Linked DNA regions of Mus musculus: region 1 is linked to region 2. A link is a contact called in public HiChIP or PLAC-seq data. All regions are on one chromosome and are shown on one strand. The core of a region is the stretch at or near the end of the contact, and the rest is flanking DNA. Distances in the headings are between cores, read along the strand shown.

Region 1 (4,552 bases), core at 1,177-3,676, 330 kb before region 2:
ATTGAGGCAATCAAAACAGTCCGTTTGTCTGAATACAGTGGTTGGTTCAGGGTGGGCAAGAGGCCTCAGTCAGAAAACCCTAGTGAATATCATGGCTCAAGCACATCAGACAGGAGGAGTGAAGCCCAGGACTCCATGTCAGCTTCCTTTTGTGTTTCTTTGCAGTGCTGGGATGAAAAGCATGGCCTTGTGCATGCTGGGCAAGCAAGCTACCACTGGGCCACCCAGCCCCTTAAGTTCCTACTTGAAAATTCTATGAGATGTGACCTATGTGCTGGCAGCCTTGAGACCCTGATCAGACTTTGGTGATACTGAACACCATGCTCTATAGGTCTGTCTGCTGTCAGAGCAACTCTGCAGAAGGCCTTCCTGGTGGCTCTGTGGGGGCTGGAAGGAAGGAGGGAAGAAGGAAGGAAGGAGGAGGGAGGGAGGAGGAGGGAGGGAGGAGGGAAGGAGAAAGGAAGAGGGAGGGAGGAGGGAAGAAAGAGGGAAGAAGAATGGAGGGAGGAGGGAAGGAAGGAGGATGGAGGGAGGAGGGAAAGAAGGAAGGAGGAGGATGGAGGGAGGAGGGAAGAAGGAAGGAGGAGGAAGAAAGGGTGCTGATGTGAAGGGTTTTCTTTTTGTTTTCTTTTGGGGGGACACCCCTGTTGAGTTCACAAAGTTTGGATAAAATCTTATTTCACTCCAGAGCTTCCTGGGTGAGTGTGTCATTCTTGTGGTTTTGTACTCGTAAGAAGGAGCTATGTACATTGGTAACCGACCCCTTCCCCGACTTTTCTGTGCTACCACTGCTTTGACAAGTGGTAGGCTCCAGTGTGGAGATAAGAAAAGAACACACAAGCAGGTGAAGTGCTTTCTGAGAAAATGCAAGTTCCTGGATCTAGCTGCTCCTGAAACCCAGCCAAGTCCTGCCTTTAACAGAGGCAGCTGGAACAGCAGATGTTTTGTTGAATGTGTGTAAAAGGCTCTACCTTCTCTTAATTTGGTTTCTTCAGTAACCAGAAGGCTGAAGGAGCACAATACCCATTGCCAGGGGACTCGTGTGCGTCAAGGGGAACAAATCAGAAAGAAAGGTTTACAGAAACACCAAGAATGGGTGAGCTCAAAGTCTTATACTAAGTCCCTGAAATTGTCTAGACCTGTTCGTTTAGGGTGACTTCTGGTGGCTGCACACCCCATGGCTAGCCCTAAAGGGACCAAGGAGAACAAGCAAGTCATATGCCTGAAAGCCTTCTAAACAGTTAAGATGAGGACCCACCTGGCCAAGGCAGGAAGGATGGCTCAGTAAACACTTGCTGTATAAGCTGTGTGGCCCAAGTTTGATCTCTGTAGCCCGCGGTGGAAGTGTCTCTTGAAAGCTGTCCTCTGACCTCCACAGCATGCACGTATCTCGGGGCACGCACTAATACAATAATAATTAGTAAAAATAAAATAAAATCAAGAAGAGCAGGGGCAGGCGGTTGTGTTTGCTATCTACAGACCTCATTTCTTGTTTATTTCTATTGTTTTTCTCTTAAATTTTTTTTCTTTGCTTAGAATACAAAGTATCAATGCGGTCTGTCCTCCCCCTTAGATTTTTTTTTCCTCTTCTTTGCCTAGAATACAAAGTATCAGTCTAGGCTGTCCTCCTGGTCTACTTCTGAACAGCTTGCGCACATCCTTACAGGGTTTTCTTCCATATTTGAACACTTGCTATGTGCACATACTCACACAGACTGTTGCAAGTTTTTCTTAGTTACTTAGAAATAGGTCTTGGGCACGAGGAGACCTGGTTTCTTTTTGAAAGAGCTCTTTAATAACCTAAGGGAATATTATCTATTCCCCCCTGTGGACCGACACAGGCTTCCAGCTTTTCCTTTTGTCTGTGCATGTTTCTGTAGGAGAGGAGGCGAGGCGGATGGACTTGCAGGCTTGGAGCAGCCCTTGCCTGTTTGCTGAAAGGTCTCCCCCCTCCCTCTGCCTTGTCAAGGGTGGGCAATTAGTTTTGGCTAATCCGATCGACAATAAGATTTCCTTTTATTGTTTCAAATTTCCTTCATGTTTTTTTTTTTCAGCTCTCAAACACCTTCCTTTTCCTTGGGCAAGCATACCCCCTCTTCCTCCTGTTCCTCCCGGCCTCCACACCATTTCCTTTCTGCTTGGCGATTGGTGAGCTACAAGCATTCTGTTCTAGCTGGAGAGGGGTCCTCCCTAGGGTGTAATTAGCACCAAGGCAGCTCTGCACTTCCATCTTTCTACAAGAAATTCAAACCTTTGTCTGGAGTGGTAAAATCTAGTGTTTGACTGCAGGCCAAGTCAAAAAAAAAAAAAAAAAAAAACCAGGCCGGACAAGCAATCAAAGCTAAATGGACTCCGAGCGCTAAGCACCCCTTTCCCTGGTCGGGACAACAGCTGTCTTCCTGCCTGCTCGCCCTTCTTCTGCATCTCCCCCTCCTGGGAAGGCAGAGAGAAATCCTGACAAACGCCCCCCACTGAATGATGTGCTGTTCTCTGGGAGTTTTCAATTTGGCTGTATTGATTTATAAGGTCTTTTCAATTACTGAATTCTTGTAGGTGGCAGAGCGGAGGACCGAGGACGTGAGCCCCATGCTCGATCGATCTCAGGTACTTCCACAGGGGCGTCCGTGTGCCAGCCGGAGATTGATGAAGCCTCGAATAACGAGGCTTCCCACGCAACATTTATTAAATGAGAATCTAGAATTCATTAACACGGGAACTTGTCTGGAGAATACGAGGGGGGCGAACCCTGAGCTGCTGCACTTACTGGTAGCTTAATATATGAAGGCCATTTGGACTCTTATGAGATTTCCTCTCTCCCTTTATTGGGGTGGTGTGCTTGGGTGGCTTCTTGGGAAATGTCCGTCAAAACTCGGGGGAGATAAGGACTAGAAAAAAAAGGCCAGTTCCCCAATTCATCCTCAAGTGAGGATGGTGTCAGCAGCCAGTACTGAACCTCTGATTCAAAGCAGGGCCTCAGTATAAAAGAGAAGTGGCCAGCCAGTCAATGACCCGGAGAGACTACCAAGTACTAACCATGACTGTAAGGGAGCTGGCAGAAGCCAGGCAGTGGTGGCGCATGCCTTTAATCCCAGCACTTGGGAGGTAGAGGCAATGGATTTCTGAGTTTGAGGCCAGCCTGGTAAACTCACAGAGTGAGTTCCAGGACAGCCAGGGCTACACAGAGAAACCCTGTCTCCAGAAAAGAAAACACACACACACACACACACACACACACACACACACACACACACACACACACACACACAGAGGGAGAGAGAGAGAGAGGGAGAGAGAGAGAGAGAGAGAGAGAGAGGGAGAGAGAGAGAGAGAGGGAGAGAGAGAGAGAGAGAGAGAGAGAGCTGGCAGCACTATTTCTAAGCCCAGCCAGGTCAGCTCCCAGCTTAGAGATTTGTACCTGCCTTCACAATTGCTTCCTGGGAGTGGCCCACATGCTGGGTACTGGATTAAACTGTGTCTTAGGACTGTCCAAGTGGGTGGGTTAAAGGGGACCGGATTTAACCTTGTGTAGCTCTGGAAGTCTGATATCTAGGATGGAAGTATCTATAGGACCTGTCCTGCCTTTTTAAGGATCAGCTTCTGCTGGTCCCTGGCTCTTCTTTCTTCTTCTCTTTTTGAGAAGAGGGCATCAGATCCCATTACAGATAATTGTGAGCCGTCATGTGGCTGCTGGGGAATTGAACTCAGGACCTCTGGAAGAGCAGTCAGTGCTCTTAACCGCTGAGCCATCCCTCTAGCCCCCCCCCCCCCCGCTCTCTTTGGCCTGTGGGTACATGCCCACCTTTCCTGCTGCCTGTCTTCACATGCCACCTTCCCATGTGCTGATGTCTCTAAACCTTTCCATAGACAGACAGACAGACTCCTGCCACTGAAGAGAGTTCCCTCTCCAGATCACTTGTGACATTCCCTCAAAAGGGTCACATCTCCAAAGACCCTGTTTTCCAACAAGGTCAGTTTCACAGGTTCTGAAAGGACCCGAATCTCCGGGTGACTCTGTTCATAGTACAGGGGCTGTGGGGGACGCATCTGTTGCCACCTTCCCCACAGGAAACAGAAAGAAGAGATTAAGGAGACACAAGCCTGTTACATAGGGGCAGCTTTGCCCCAGAGTCCTTCCTGCTGTCCAATGGAGCAGGAAGGATGCCACTAATTTTTTTTTAGAGATGAGGAGACACAGGGTCAGGCAGGTGGCTCCTTACAGCTGCAAAGGGCCACAGCTAGGTCTTGCCAATTCTTTATCATAAGGGAGGTAGGAAACAGATGTACAACGCAGGACCCTACATTCCAACCACACCCTGGGAAACACTACTGAATCCCAGAGTTTTCAGTGGAGCATTCTACCTTCCCTTTGATGTCTCCTCGTCTGCTTCTGCACAGTGTACTTGGGCACAACCCTCCAAACCTGCCCAGAGTGGCTTAAGTCAGGACCCTGGCCTACACCAAACCCATTAGCCCTTGTTCTGGGGGCTTGGAAGAGAGGCCAAGGGATTCCCAGCCTCTGATGGGAGCCTGATACTGAGCAAGCAATATCTGC
Region 2 (4,460 bases), core at 1,210-3,709:
GGGAACCTTACAGATTCAATCTCTGACTGGAAAGATACAGAGAGATTTGGAAAGAAGAGATCCCTTCACACAGTTGAGTGAGGGGCTAGGGGAAGGGAGAGGCAGTGATGCCTGGAATCATCTTGTGTGAACCAAACTGTGGGTATTCTGTTCTGTTCATCGACAGGGAAACCCTGTGGAAATAAGCGGACCTTCACCCAGTCCACTGCCCAAGCCGTGTCCCCTCCTCCTTGCAAAGAGATCAGAGCTCAAAGATCCAGTTCACTGGTCAACTCTGCAGATCTGGCTCAAGAAGGCCAGTGCAGCTCCGGTTGTGTTTGCTTGGCCGTTGGTTGGACAGTTAGTATCTATCCACAAAGCTCCTTGCAAGGCAGAAGATGCACCAACAATAATTAAAAAGACGAGCTGGCCCGCTGGGCCCTTCAGTCCTGGGTGAACACCTATTGGGAAAGGGCACACCTGTAGTCCCAGATACTTAGGGACTGAAGAAGAAGGGTCATGAGTTTAAAAGAGGGAAAGGAAAGGGAGTGGGACTAGGCTCTGTCTCCACATCTGGGAAATGGGGATCCTTGGTCCCCCTCAGAGCTGTCATGTTACAGGAGGCACCACAGGGCAAGCTCCGCTCTGTGAAGGACAGCAGTGGTACTGGGGCAAATCCATTCTTGTGGAGAATGACCCTGGAACGCCCGGGAGTCACTTGGGCCTTTCCTCTCTAAATCTTTTTGTTGTGGTTTTGTTTTGTTTTGTTCTGTTTTTTTCAAGACAGGGTTTCTCTGTCTTGTGTAGCCCTGGCTGTCCTGGAACTCACTCTCTAGACCAGACTGGCCTCAAACTCAGAATTCTGCCTGCCTCTGACTCCCAAGTGCTGGGATGAAAGGCGTGTGCCACCAGTGCCTGGCCTTCCTCTTTAAATCTTAATCTTCAATTGCAGTTTCTATTTCCTTCTCCACTAGTGTCTGGCCTCCTTTTTACCCAATAAAGCCAAACACAGACTGGCATGTTGCTTTTTAAAAAGAAAAAAAGGAGGAAGGAAGGAAGAAAGGAACAAAGTTATAAGGCAGAGAAAAAATCCTTCAAGCATTCATTGAAAATTGTGAGCCTGTTTTGGAAGTAAGAAACCAACCATCGGTTTGCTCCTCCTGGCCTTCATCCTGAGTCGCAAGCCTTCCACCGTGATTCAAAACCCCCCCTCCCCCACCCCGGGAATGGCTGAAACATTGTTTTTCTCAGGGGAAATGAATCTTGGTCTGAAACTGAAGCTGACAGCATTCAGGACGCTCTCTGAGCCTGCTCTGGACACTTGCTGTTCTGCTGTGTGCAGAATCAGACCTTCATGCTGGGACATCTGAATCTATTCACAGGAACTCAACAGGATGTGCGGTTAATATTCTGACTATGATTAACCCCCCCCCAAAAGCTCTGGCCCCAGTTCCTTCCCTGCTCCCCTCCGAGGGCCCAGCTCTGCTGAAATGCATGTGGATTCGATCAGAGGGCCAGATTTATAGAGGCTGCCGAAGCCTGGCGTGCCAGCAGTCATAAGTTATATTCCTATTACGGCGTGGGCAATAAAAACTCAGATATGTATTCTGCTATATTTCGAGGAACCTTTGCAAAGCATCTGGGCTGCCCGTGAGATCTTATCCAGAAAGATGTCTCCTTGGTGGCCTGGAGCAGCCAAGGCCACTTTTGAACCTCAGTGCTGGGGTAGGTAAGATCAGTCAGGGTCCCCCTGAGATAGAATCCTGGTCCTGTTCCCTGGGGATAACAGGCTGTGTGTGACCTAGGCAAGACCCCTAGTTGCTTGTGCACACTGGAAATAGTATCCTCAGATGGTCTCGTTTACTTTTTAAGTAAGTAACTTTCTGACTCCAGTTTCTACCCAGTGCATTGTGCCCCTCTAGGAACCTTCTCTGTACTATAGTCCCACTGACCTGCAGTCAACACTGGGCTGAGGGTATCACATAGGAAGTATCAACAATAACTTATACACATTGTTGTACACAATTTGAGTAGGATGAGCAAAGCCTCTTGACATCCTACTGGAGCCAGAACCATTCCTTTGGAGGCTGGAAAAACTGGTTAAAAGCCCTGGCTGCTCTCCCAGAAGACCCAGGTTCAAAGCCCAGCACTGAGGTGGGCTTTCAGCCCTCTGTAGCTCCCGTTCCAAGGGATGCAGCACCCTCTTTCGGCCTTCCGAGGTACTGCATGCACAAGGAGGCAAGACACGGGTACCCATAAAGTAAAAATAAAGAAATCTTAAAACAAAAGAAGATAGCGGAGTCCAGACTGTCCGTGGTCGCTCGCAATAGCAACGGAGGCAGGTTCTACTCACTACACGGTCACGGTATGGCTGTTTGTCAAAGACCTGCTCGATTTACGTGCACCTCACTAGGTGCAGGGAGAGCCATCTCGATGGCGGAGGGGCCACGGTAACTTCCTTTTCTCGCAGCATAGTATGTTAACTGGCGGTTCTTATCGCTGTTGTGGATAGCGCCCAGGATGTGAACAGGGCGTCACCACACATACAGAGAGATGGCAGGCAGTCTCCTCATCTTCAGCCATCCTCTGGTGGTCTTGGAGCACCTCTCCTGTGGATGTGGGGGAGGGGGGTACTACGTAGCTGACATTATTTCTTCGCACTCCTGACGAGTGACAACCACCCTTAAGTGACTCCGCGCGGTGGCTGGGAACCGCTGGTGTGTGTGGAAGTAAATTAAAGCAACCCCGAGGACTGGGAACCTGAGCCCGGTCTAGCAAAGAGGGGGGCAGAGTCAACCCCACCCCCACCTCCGGCTGCTTCAGTGAGCATGGTAGCAGCTAGAGACTGGCAGAGGCCTTTGTCGGCTGCTCCCCTGATGGCAGGCTATCCCTGCTCCCTGGAAGATAAAAGGCCCTTCAGGCTGCAAGCCGTGCAGAAAGGCAAGCACCTGAAGCATCCAGCGTGGTTGGTGTGTGGCTGGTGATTGGGTGTGTGTGGGGGGGGGCGGGGGTCTCTTTGTATAGTTTCTGAAATTCTCGTGCCGTGTGTGAAGAGGAAGAGCTCTAGGTCTTCAGCAAATGCTGGGGCGCTGATCACTATGCAAGGGACCCCAGCAGGACTGCTGCCCCAGACACTGTGCGTAACCCTCAGGGGTTCTGTGGGTGCCGTGACGTGATAGGTGTGACAAGCCCTGCCTAGAGAGATATGAACATCATTAACTTCCTGAGTTCCCAGTGACAAAGCACAGCCCAGTCCAAGTTCACCCCAGGGAGCCAGTTTCTTAGGTTACTTACAGATCTTGAGTCCAGGGTCATAGAAAGGACTCTGGGTGACCCTAAAGCATCAGGAGGTCTGTGTCCCACACAGCACCCCATCCCTACCCCAACCCACATACACACGCCAGCTGCATGAAGATCATTCCTGTTAGTTTTCCTACCTGTGTACTATAGCACCTCTCTGAGACCCTGAGGACAATTAGGGACAAACTGCACTGGAATGATCTGGAGGAGTGGCTGGACATTCAGTCTAAGGTCCCATGACCCGCCCCAGTCCTCCTTCTTTGAGGAAATGTCAACAGCCCACAGGCCCAACTGCGATACTCTGACAAAGATGGCGGCTGCTCAGAGGACTAGACGGACCAGACAAAGCAGTCCCATCACAAGCTCAGAACTTCTTCTTGTGCGAGTGGCTCAACAGTCCTGAGCCTCGGTTTTCCCATCCGGAGAGTGGGTGAGTGCTCCCATTTCATAGAAGTTCTGAGTGAATTTTCCATGTTCTGTGATGTCCCCCAGCGCCCACTGCCCACCATTGCTTTGGCTGACTATACTGTTTGAAAGTCTTTTAGGTCAGCGGCCCGAATCTTGAGTTGCAATGACCGCCAGCCAATGAAGATTTGCCAGGAGCCTCCTGGCTGCTTCCTACGGGGGCTTGTTAGGATGAGTCTTCCGTTCACGGGGCTCACGGGGAAGGAAGGCTTTGCTTGTGAGCAAGTTCTGTGGGTGCTGGGAAGGGGAGGCCATGATAAGAAACTGGATAAGATTCTCTCTTCCTTTCCTTTCTTTTTTTTTTCCTTTTCCTTTTTCTTTTTCTTTTCTTTCTTTCTTTTTTTTTTTTTTTTGTTTGTTTGTTTTTTTGTTTTTGTTTTTTGAGACAGGGTTTCTCTGTGTAGCCCTGGCTCTCCTGGAACTTACTCTGTAGACCAGGCTGGCCTCGAACTCAGAAATCTGCCTGCCTCTGCCTCCCAAGTGCTGGGATTGGGATTAAAGGCATGGGCCACCACTGCCTGGCTTTTTTCTTTCTTTTCTTTTTTCCTCTCTAAGAAATAGATGCTAAGGATGAGAGACTGCCGGGAGCTCACAGCAGCTGCTAGGACCTGAATGGATCGGGCTGGGTGGGATTCTAGCTGAAGCAGATGATCTCCAAGCCCCATCCATGCAGAGAAACCATGTGGAGCAGATAGCCGTGTGGGGGAGCGTTGCTC

What was found. HiChIP or PLAC-seq counts read pairs in DNA pulled down with a chosen protein or histone mark.
Region 1: a contact with region 2 is called in an H3K4me3 HiChIP or PLAC-seq map of embryonic basal ganglia, with 7 times the contacts expected there. The contact joins two enhancer-like sites. A contact is called at or near these places in 1 of 39 promoter capture datasets (the SN4741 cell line), 13 of 484 Hi-C or Micro-C datasets (CD4 T cells, the CH12 cell line, the N1E-115 cell line and 10 more), 14 of 115 datasets of contacts at active chromatin or transcription factors (craniofacial prominence, embryonic basal ganglia, embryonic forebrain and 9 more) and 3 of 9 other capture datasets (adipose tissue, embryonic stem cells and embryonic tail).

What each region holds. Positions count from the first base shown.
Region 1 is chr5:113,701,950-113,706,501 of GRCm38.p6, reverse strand. The region is part of intron 2 of 1700069L16Rik (RIKEN cDNA 1700069L16 gene); the gene reads left to right. Among named protein-coding and RNA genes, the nearest start is that of Gm46919, 5.5 kb to the right of the region's middle. Within about 2 kb of position 2,426, at least 14 of the 459 cell types and tissues checked have an H3K27ac peak or open chromatin away from gene starts, as enhancers often do.
Region 2 is chr5:113,371,465-113,375,924 of GRCm38.p6, reverse strand. No RefSeq gene overlaps it. Among named protein-coding and RNA genes, the nearest start is that of Aym1, 16 kb to the right of the region's middle. Within about 2 kb of position 2,459, at least 38 of the 459 cell types and tissues checked have an H3K27ac peak or open chromatin away from gene starts, as enhancers often do.